Regions from separate parts of the Sus scrofa genome. Here region 1 is linked to region 2. A link is a contact called in public Hi-C data. All regions are on one chromosome and are shown on one strand. Each heading gives the region's core, a stretch centred on a gene start, on an enhancer-like site or on the middle of the called end of the contact. The rest is flanking DNA. Distances are from core to core; before and after follow the strand shown.

Region 1 (5,124 bases), core at 279-2,778, 1.2 Mb before region 2:
CAGAGATCTTATTTCCTCCCACAATCACTTTCTGAACAATGGAGGACAGACCTTGTTTAAAAAAAAAAAAAACAACCCTCAATATAAACGCATTTTCTGGCCCTTGTTCTGCTGTATTTTCTGCATTCCGCTTACCACGGTATACAATTATATAATTTATTGTCTGTGCTAATTACTATTGTCCAACAGACATATATAATTATATAATGCATGCCCCATATAGAATGTTTAATGTTCTTGTAGCCACATTTATAAAGTAAAAAGAAAAAGGTAAAATTAATTTTTATACAAAATACGGTTTTTGGCCTATGGAAGTTCCTGGGCAAGGAACTGAACCACCACCACAGCAGCAACCCAAGCCACTGTGCCTCAAGAGAACTCCCAATTTGTATATTTTATCCAACCTAAACAGTCCTTCCTTAACATGTTGTCACTATTTAAAAATGAGATCTAGTCTTTTTCTCAAACGAATTCTATAATATCCACTGTGTAATATACCCTTACAGCCCGCCTCAATTCAGACTACATTTCAAGCTATCCACTCATGTTAGGAATCTAAGTTGTTTTCACTCTCCACTTTTTTTTTTTTTTCATGTTTCTTGGCATTTTTTTCAGTTACCTGCATCTTTTTTTTTTTTTTTTTTTTTTTTTGGTCAAATAGAAATTTGTTCACAAAGTTTCCATAACTCTATTTGGTTTCGTTTCTATTTATAGTTTCCTTTTTTTTAATTAGTGTATTCAGTATAATAACTTTATTTTCCACTTTTTCAAATAATTCTGCAATGAGCATCCGGTTTACGTCTTTTTCTTCCTTGGAATAAATTCTCAGAAGTGAACATTCTAGTATAAAAATATGCCCCCTTTTAGGGCTTTTGCAGCATTTTGCCAAATTGCCCCAGAAAGGATGTGCCAGTCTTTGAGTGGAGTATGCTTAGTTATTAATGATCCTCTGCGACGCTAACAGAACAGGTATTGCTGATAATGACTGTGATTTTTAAAAATGCTAATAAGCACTAATTTATGTTTATCAGGCACCAGCCACTCTGCACTATTAGTCACCTCTACGGGGCGAGAACCTGCGGCTTAAGGAAGTTAATAAACTAAGGGCTAGAAGTGGACTCAAACTCTGATCTGGGTGACTATTTTCAATGGCTGGGCGTCTCTCCCTGGGGCCACGAACACCCTCCCTTTTAGTTGAAAAGGGAAAGGCTAAGTAAACACCAGGGAACGAAGGTGAGAAAACTGAGAGAAGGGCGAAAAGCTAAAAGCCGCGGAACTGCTGCGGGGACCGCAGCCGCGCAGAAACGACCCTCACCTTCCCGCCTTAACGCCCGACCCCAGCACAGGGGAGGGTCTACAGCCGCGCGCCTCAATCTGGAGGCGAAACCCTACACCGGCGATCCCGACGCCCCGCCCCAAGGGGAGGAGCTTCATTCCCAGCCAGTTCCCCGGCGTGGCGCGGAACGCGGCGAGGACGTGACGTTGACATCGAGGGGCGGGACTTCCGGCGCTGCGCGGCGCGTCACCCTTACCGGAAGCCCACGTGTAGTCGCCCCGGCAACAGCCTCTCCTGCTCCCCGCATCCTCAGTTTCCCACCGGAAGTAGGTCCCTGCTCGCCCACCGCCCAGGATCCTCAACTTACGCGCCCTCGAGGTGACTTCGGGGGCGGCTGGGTTTCATTTGGGGAATGAAGGAGGGTCTTGCAGGCTTCTGAGCCTGGCTTTCTCTGAGGCCAGGAGAGCTGAGGGCTTGGCCGTCACGTTGTCGTCATTATCATCCTGAGGCAAGAGGTGGACACAGGCCCATGAGATCCCTAAATCGTTGGTTAATTGTGAGAAGGAACTGGTTCCAGAGCCTCTTGGCTCTGCCATGCACGAAAATCACTGGATGACTTAAATGCGCAGTTAAGTTAAATTTGAATTGCGCGAAGTGGGGCTCAGGCATTGGTAATTTTATTAAAGCTACCCAGGCGATTTTAATGTGCCGGGAAATGCTACGTTACACTGTCTGGAAAGTGAAATCAGACTTTGCCCACCCAGACCTGTATCAGAAGATCGCCCCGGTCAGCTTCATCCTTAGAGGGATGTCCAGAATATTGGCCCCATCTACTCAAAAATTGTTGTTTTCTTTCCCCTTGCACGTTGACCTCTGTGGGAGGTCAGAGGTTTTGATGGAAGTCATCTGGAGAGCATTTGGCCACCTGTGGTCCTCTCTGCACCTTACTTGTGGTGGAGAGTGTCCTTTCCCACTTTTCTTTCTTAGTAGTTAGGTGGAGTTGAACCAGTAGCCAACAAAGTACCTTTTAGCTCTGAAACCCTGAGAGTCCCTTAGAACAAATCAGAAGTTTCTGAAGAATTTTATTTCTTTCAGGAATGATTTTTAAAGTTGTTTCACAGGCTAGGTTCTGTATTCAGCTGTTTTGGACCTTAAGTCAGAACATTACCTGAAAGTCTCAAGATTAGTAACACAAGTAACGTTTCTGCAGTTACTTACTTTCAGCGTTCCCATGAATTGTGGAGTGGCAGTAATCTTTAAAAGTACAGTTGATACTAATGTAGTTTATAGGAATAACAGTCTCTTTGGGGTGGCACTGTGAACAGAAACCATGTATTTTAAAAGACTGTTGGCTAGTAAGTAACTTTGGATAGGCATAGCTGAAGGCAAGTTTACAGTAAGGTGTACAGATCTTCTCTGTGTTTGTGGCTGTCTTGGAAAAGGATATAAACTAAAGCTCCAGAGAGAATTTTCATTCTAAAAGTGTTTTACAGATGGTGAAGGATTATTTTGGTTTTTAGGATGCCACATTTAAGGATAGGATGGGATGATAAGGATAGATAGGGAGGGAAAAATGAACAAATAACCAAAGAGTAGAGGTCGGAGAATTCACGAAATAGTTGTGTTACTGTTGGAACTCCAGTTGGCCCTTCATTCTGCATTACTGGGTACGAAGGGCCGACTGTCCCCCATTTTGTGTAACTGACCTAGCATCTGCGGAATTTGGTATTGGCAGGGATCCTGGAACCAGTTCCCCACAGTCACTGAGGGACTTCTGTATTTCTCTACAATAGGAAATCCAGCTACAGAACTGTGAAAAAAATGAACGAGTGAAAGAAGAGCATAACTGTTTTTGATCAAAGGTCAGATGATTTGAAAATATCTTTAAAAACATATTCATGTATTTAAATGTCTGCTCTCTGAAGAGATTTGGAGCATTATAGTCAGAGTTATTTGAGTTACTAGCTAGCCAGTGATTTTAGGGAAGGTAGAGGTCGGAGGAGAGTGTTAACAGAAAACAACAATCCCCATAGCATCTGAGGGCAGGAAATATTAGCTGTGATTTTTTTGTGTGTGCTGGAAAGCAAATAGGAAATTTAAAAGGAATAGATGACAGAATCCATGCCTACAGGTAATTGATGTAATACCCAAATGGCAGGGACATAGTGAGTGCCGTTTAAATTTATAAAAGAGAGATTAACGTGGAATTACCCTGTATGTGTTTACGGAAGTAAAATTTGAAAGAATACTCCTGACATCCGCTGGCGATTTTAACCACTTAAAACTAGTCATGGTTTGGGCTGATATGCTCATAACTTGTATTACCTGCCGCCTACCCAATCCTTATTCCTTTATAGTCACACTAGGTTTTGCTGTTGGAAGAATATCCTTGCAATGAAGGGAACTTAACTTTTTCCTCATTGTATAATTAGTACGTCTTCCTGATTTGTGTTGTATTATTAGTACGTCTTTCTCAATTATCCCAGTCTTCAGCTATCCTATTGCCTATTGTGTTTGTGAGTCAGGGGGTAACTTTGTTTTAAGGTGTCCTCATATTTCACTTCTGATTCTTATGTTAGTCACATGGGGATTTGGTGAACTTGCAAATAAATCCATTCACAAATCCATCACCCTTGCTGACACATTAAACAATGCCCTTCTGTGGGTGGAATATTATTGGTATTAAAAAGAATTGTTAACTATACCCTTTCAACCTTGTTTGTGACATTGCTTCTTATTGCACCATCCACAAGAGTAAGTTGGGGCTTGGTGTTGCCGGAATGAGAAGGAAATAAAGCTCAGCTTTTGGCCTCCCTCGCCCATCTGCTTTAACTGTTACAGACGGAGAGGTGCAGGCCTTCTGAACACAGTAGCCCGTGCACTTGTGGGAGGCCTCTGCCAGGTTGGGAAGATGGAGCTTGGGCCGCTGAGGGTGGAAAAAGGCCATTCAGACTCAAGCCACCTTCGACGTCCAAATCACTAAGCAGGGACCATGCCAAGCCACAGGAGGGAGCCCCTGAGGGCAGCGAGCCGGATGAACTTGCCAACCTTGCGTGGGAGCTAGGGGTGATGGCGGGAAGCAGTGCTCTCCAAAACACCTCATTTTCTCATTTATCTTAGCTGAGGAAGTTCCTGCGGGCGTGTGTGTTATTGGGAGACATCTCTGATAGGGTCATTACTGCACAGAGATTCCAAGAGCTGCATGTGATTCGGTGTAGGTAATTCAGATTTCTCACCATCCCATCTTTTATTTTGAGCCATGTCCAGCAGAGCCCTTTCCTTCTGCCTTGGAACTGTGTGTATTGAAGGCCTAATTACATTCCCTCAATTCTCTGGTTGGCTCAAAAAACTCACACTAGTAGGAGCCTTACAGGAAAGTTGCATAACTTCTTTAATGGCTGACGTTGAATGTGTTTCCCTGCAAAAATCAAAGCAGAAGAATTTTCATGTTTTTAATTTTCAGAATTCCAGTGGAAAAGGAGGGTAGAGGGGAAGATCCAGTTCCAGAGTACATATTGTCATTTTGAAAGGACTTTGAGTTTTATTTTGTTTATCTTGTCACTATGACACATCCTAGATCTGCTATTTATGAGAATACATATAGGCAGTAAAAAGACTGTGTCCAGTGTCATTACCTTTCAACCAGGCCACGTTACTTATTGGTGGAAATGTTTAATGACTGGATGGAAATAGTCACATTTCATCTATGGAAAACCACAAAGCTCTTGCCTGTTGTTGTTCATGTATATTTATGCATTTAAAAAATACATTTCCCAGGGTAAGCAGGGTCATTGAAGAATGAGTGCATTTTTTAAGAAAGGCCATATGGGAAAATATATCATTCACGA
Region 2 (5,541 bases), core at 119-2,618:
CCAAGACCTCTGGATGCCAAGCGGCATTCTTTAGCTGAATGACTCCTGCATTAGTACCATCAGACACCCATTCGCAAATGTTTCTTCACTTCCATTACCGTCAGGGCAGCATACCAGGCATTTTCCACCTGGAAGAAGGGCTTCCCATATCCCCGAGAGCTGACTCAACAGCCAACTCCAGCTTCTGGACATGGAGTAACATCTCTCCTCCGTATCTAAGCCATCTTGGCCTAATTCAAGATCATTCAATTGTCTCCCCTGTTTCCTCCGAGAAGTTTCTAGTTTTAGGTTTTTCATTTAGGCCCGTGATCCATTTTCAAGTTCATCTTTGAAATGGTGGGAAGTACGGATGCAGTTGTTTTTATTTTTGTTTGGGGGATGGTTTGTTTGGGGGGGGGTGTCTGTGTTTGGTTTTATTTGGCAGCTGCAACAACTGTGCCAGCACCACTTGTTGAAAAGGCTGGCTGAACTGGATCTTTGCCAAAGATATCTGAGGGGGCCACCGGCCTGACCTCACTGAACAGAACAGACTACTTCTTGTGGACCTGAGACAGAGGCAGCAGTTACCCTCAAGCCATCATGGCCTTGCTGCCGGACACAGCAGAGACCCAGGACGACGACGAAGCTGAAAAAAGTCCATCAACTCTGAGGCAGAAAAGTTAACAGCACAGGGGATCCCAGCACGTGCGCCCGCGAGTTCCCAGGCTCTAAACACTATGCAGGACCACAACCTGGATAACTCAGACACCAGCACCCTGGACGCCCAACTCTGTCACCTGTGAGCTTTTAAAACGCCCCCAGACTCGGATCAGAATCTCTGGGGCATGGCAGGGAAGCGGCATTTTCAACCGTCCGCGGCGAATCCAGCGCGCTGCTGGGGCCGGGGACGTGGGCGGGACGCTCCCGACAGAGCCCGCCCGGGGCTTAGGATCTGCCCAGCAGGAACCCGGACCCCGGGTCGAGCACGCCCAGGGGCGTCCCTCCCCGCGTGCCCCGCACCGACGCGGTTCCCGCCGGCTGCACCCACCTCTTCCCGACACCCTGTGACCGCCCCGAGGTCGCTCTTCCGGGCTGGGGCCGCCCTCCTCGGCTTCTCCCGGACGCCGCGGCGGTGGCGCGGAGGCCGCATAGTGGCCGTCCCGCCCCGGAAGGGGAGCGGGCGGCCGCGGAGGGGGTCCCGGGCGGGCGCCGGCCCCGGCCCGGCCCCGCAACCGCAAGCCCAGCGCCCTCCCCGGCTCGGCCCCCACCTGGTCTCCTGGTTGCTGAACTTCTTGGTGACCACCTTGCCCAGCTCCAGGCCGAGCCGGTCGGCCACGCGCTGGGACAGGTCCTGGTGCGAGCTGCCGCTGAAGAGCACGATGTTGGGCATGGTTGCGCGCGGGGCTACAAGCGGCGCGGGGCGGCACAGGCGGCAGAAGCACGGGAGGCCCCGACGAGAGCGGGAAAGCGCGAGTGGAGGACACCAGCAGGAGCGGAGCTAAGAGGAGCTGGAGGGGGCGGAGCGGGCAGGAGGAGGAGCCGGAGAGACGGGGCTGGAGGAGGAGGAGGAGCCCGAGGAACCGCAAGGCGCAGCCGCAAGTCTCGGAGGAGGAGCTGGAGGGAGGCGGAGCTGCGGGAGGAGGGGCGAGAAGAAAAGGAACGCGCAGTCGCGGAATCCGGAGGCGGAGCTGGAGGGCCCCGGACGGAGGAAGGAGGGGCTGCGGGGTGGGAAGAACGCGAAAGCGCAGCCGCGGGCTCCGGAGGAGGAGCTGGAGGGGGCAGAGCTGCGGGAGGAGGGGCGAGAAGAAAAGGAACGCGCAGCCGCGGAACCGGAGGCGGAGCTGGAGGGCCCCGGACGGAGGAAGGAGGGGCTACGGGGTGGGAAGAACGGAAAAGCGCAGTTGCGGGGCTCGGAGGAGGAGCCGAGGGCGGAGGAGCGGGAAAGCACAGCCGCGGTTCCGGTAGGAGGAGCTGGAGGGGACCGAGCTGAGGGAGGAGGGGCTTGAGGAGGAGGTGGGGTGGGAAAGGGCAGCGGCGGAACCCGGAGGTGGAGCTGCCGGAGGAGGAGCTGAAGGGAGAGGGGCGGGGGAGGAGGAGCTGGAGCGGGAAGGGAGGAGGCGGGGCGGGAGGAGAAGCCGGCGGAGCGGGAGAGGGAGGGGGAGCAGGCTTGGAGAAAGTTCCTGCGAGTGCTGCCAGGCGGGGGATGCTAACACCAAGGCGATAGGATGAGAAACCCTGGGTGGCCTGGCTCCAAGGGAGAGCTGCGGGACCCTAATCTTGACTTTTCTGTCCTGCTTCGCGGGGGCGAGTCAATGAACCGGATTAACTGGGCACAGAGGGAGGGTGCGGAAAGTGGCGATGGAGGCGCCTTGCAGCCAGGAGCGACCCCCAACCTGGAATAACCCAAAACCCGTTGCAGATCACTGGTGCCCAACTGCAGGGGGTCTGCAAACGCATGCTGCCTGTTTGTACCAGAGCGCTAAACATTGTTTTACTCTTGAACATGTGTGTATCGATGATAATGACGACAATACCTTTGGACTCCAATTAGAAATATTATCCCTTTCAAAAAGGAACACCTTTCTCTCATTAGTGGGTGTGTACTGCAAAAAAAAAAGAAAAAAAAACCCACTCAATTACTATTCTAGTTTGGATTCCATCAATAAAACATTGTGAAAGTTTGTTTTCTCTCTTGTTACATATCTACTTACATGATATCCTCGCCGGTTTTCCTCTTGGCCCACAAATCCTGAATTATTTACCTAGGTTCCTTGAAAAAGCCGCAATGCCAGGGGCCATCTAAGCCCCGATCACAGGTGGAAGGGGCAAGATTGCTCTTGATGGTGAGTTGGATTGAACCAAGGCCCTTCCAGATTCCTTATTTTTAGGTGAATGCGGCAACCCTCCAGCCAGATCGCAGCAACTCAGAGGACTCAGGTGGCCCCCAGCAGCAGCAGCAGCCCTCAACCTCTTTGGAGGCGCCACTTTTCCCTCCCTCCCTGCAGACAGGAGCCAAAAGGTTTTCTCAAGAGGCAAATACAGGCATAGGAGAAGGCGATGTGTTACATGGTGATGGAGGACGCGCAGTGTTAATGATGCTGGTCACAGTTTAACATTCCTCAATGAAAACGCATTAAACAGGTAAGATAAATGTCTGGGTTTTTACCTGACATTGCTGAAAATTGCCTCTCCATCAAGAAGACAAGGCCACTTGCAGGTTGTAGGCTGCTCTAATTTGACTTCATACTATTGGGCATTGGGGGGTTGTTGGGATAATTCAAATCATTGGAATTTTTCATCCAGGTCTATGTACTTTGCAAAATAAACTACCTAGTCCATCAAGTGTTTCTATTAAACTCCTACACCCGCCTGCTTACCAAAATATTGCCCCAAACACTAATTCTGGCAGCTCTTCTGCCCTCTTTTCATTCCACCTGGAGATGTGTAGGTGCTCTATTTTTTTTTTTTTGAAAGAGAAAACCCTACTTGCAATGACTTATTCTCTGTGTATTTTATGGATAATTACCATAGCAATGAGATTTATACTCATACTCAACCATATGTCTAAAATTTTTATTGAATGAGTCTGCCAATGTAATTATTTTAAAGTCTCCTAATAAAATTTACTACCAACGATATTACTATAATTTTTATGTACTCAAAATTTGTCTCGTAGGCAAAATATATACACGACGTTCTTCTCAAAGGGAAAGCGGCTTCTTGTTAGCATGGTGAGGCTGCAGTTCTTTGATAACAAAACAGATGTACTCTGTTAAGCAGTAGAAGCTAAAGCCCCTGTCCTCTGAGTCTGTTAATGGCTGGGCGTTTGGAAGCGATGATTGAATTTTCACAAACCATGACTTCAATACTACCAGGAAGAAGTAATATCTGGGTTGGGACAGCTAATAAAATGGTTGTTGGCTCAATGCTTTGATGATGCTTAAATGCTGAGTGTAAACAAGGGGGGACTGTGCCACTGGGATGGATGACAATCATCTAAAATCATCATGAGTAGCAGTCTGTCCAGAAAGCTGTCACTGGTAAATACACAGGCTCAAATAAAGAGCTAGAGATGATTTTTATTTAACGATGAACACTTTCTCTCTGAAGCCCTTTTATTCGTGATACTTGGGCAGAGGAGTCACTCTTCGTTGTGGGCCCTGTCCTGTTCGTTGTAGGATGTTTAGCAGCATCCCTGGTCTGTCTACCAGCAGCACCTCCTCATCAATTGTGACAACCAGAAATATCTCCAGACATTGCTAAATGTCCCCCAAGGACTGAAATCACCCCAGCAAACAAACCACTGTCCCTTTCTTCCTCCACGTTAGCCTTTCCTTGGAGCTGCTTGGGTTTCCTCACAGCTTGGCTACTGGGTTTCAAGAAGATAAGCCTCAAAGAGCAAGAGCATATCAATATGTTCAGTAACCTCTGCTATTGTCGTGTTTGCCAGTATCCCATTGGCCAAAGCAAGTCACCTGGCCAAGACCAATGTCAAAGTGGTGTGGGTCAACATAAGGACATGAACACTAGGTCTACCAGCCCCCCAGTCCACCAACCGTCCACCCTAGGGCACTAGCTTCTTAGAATGTGGAGTTGAGAGAGAATCTGGGAAAAAGAAACACACGTTCAAAGACTCAGGACTAAGAGGATAAAAAGAACATATTAGTATAATTGGCTACATATGATCTCAGGCCAGATATATTGTAAAATGTTATTTTAAGATAAAATGTTAGTGGGGAAAATTAAAATCATAAGATAGTTCCATTGTTAACTTCCATCCTCACTGACTCATGGATAGGACTGAAATGGGAAAACTGATTTGAGTTCGTGACCAGTTTCACTTCTTGTATTCCGCATCATTTAGCCAAGTTCTTTGTATATTTAGAGAGCTCTAAATATTCATTGAATGAATTTATCTGCAACTCTCCTAGGGCTGAGCAATGGAAGAAATGGCCCCTAAGAGAATGCCAAGACACCCCGATGCATCCATTCTACCGTGTATGTTTCACTGGGAGTATGACAAATAATTTACAACTGATTATAAAATGCTAATGTTTATAAATTATTCTAAAATATAAGTTAAAATGGATACAAGTTCTTTTTCTGACTTTTATTTCTCTGTCCTATCCTTTTCCCTTCTATTATTTAAAGAACAGTTTTTAAATAGAGAGGCGAGGATAATGAACACTCATAAGCCCATCACCTAGATTTAGCAGCTTGTCACAATTTTGCTAGATTTGCTTCATCTATTATTTTCGGAAGTATTCTAAATTATAGGCATAGTATATTCACCTCAAAATTATTTAGTCTGCATCTGTAAAAGTTATATATAATATACAAAAAAATTAACTCAAAGTGGATCAAAGACCTAAATATAAGAGCTGAAACTCTAAAATTCTCAAGAGAAAACATAGGTATAAATCTTCACGACTTTGGATTAGGCAATAATTTCTTCAGTTTTTTATTTTTTATTTTTTGTCTTTTTTTTAGGGCCACACCCACAGCATATGGAAGTTCCCAGGCTAGGGGTCAAATCGAAGCTGCAGCTGCTGACCTACACCA

What was found. Hi-C and Micro-C count contacts between places; a contact is called where the count stands out from the background.
Region 1: a contact with region 2 is called in a Hi-C map of liver, with 9 times the contacts expected there. The contact joins the promoter of GEMIN8 here to the promoter of LOC110257839 in region 2. A contact is called at or near these places in 1 of 5 promoter capture datasets (liver) and 3 of 47 Hi-C or Micro-C datasets (embryonic fibroblasts, heart right ventricle and liver).

Annotation. Positions count from the first base shown.
Region 1 is chrX:10,667,591-10,672,714 of Sscrofa11.1, reverse strand. It overlaps GEMIN8 (gem nuclear organelle associated protein 8), which reads left to right and starts at 1,528. Exons shown (of 5, transcript NM_001244865.1): 1 at 1,528-1,654; 2 at 3,070-3,138.
Region 2 is chrX:9,500,981-9,506,521 of Sscrofa11.1, reverse strand. It overlaps LOC110257839 (histone transcription regulator 3 homolog), which reads left to right and starts at 1,368. Exons shown (of 4, transcript XM_021080605.1): 1 at 1,368-1,446; 2 at 1,483-1,940; 3 at 2,868-3,120; 4 at 4,911-5,470. The coding sequence starts at 1,368. The coding sequence ends at 3,092. PRPS2 (phosphoribosyl pyrophosphate synthetase 2) reads right to left here and starts at 1,488. Exons shown (of 7, transcript NM_001243801.1): 1 at 1,248-1,488. The coding sequence starts at 1,369.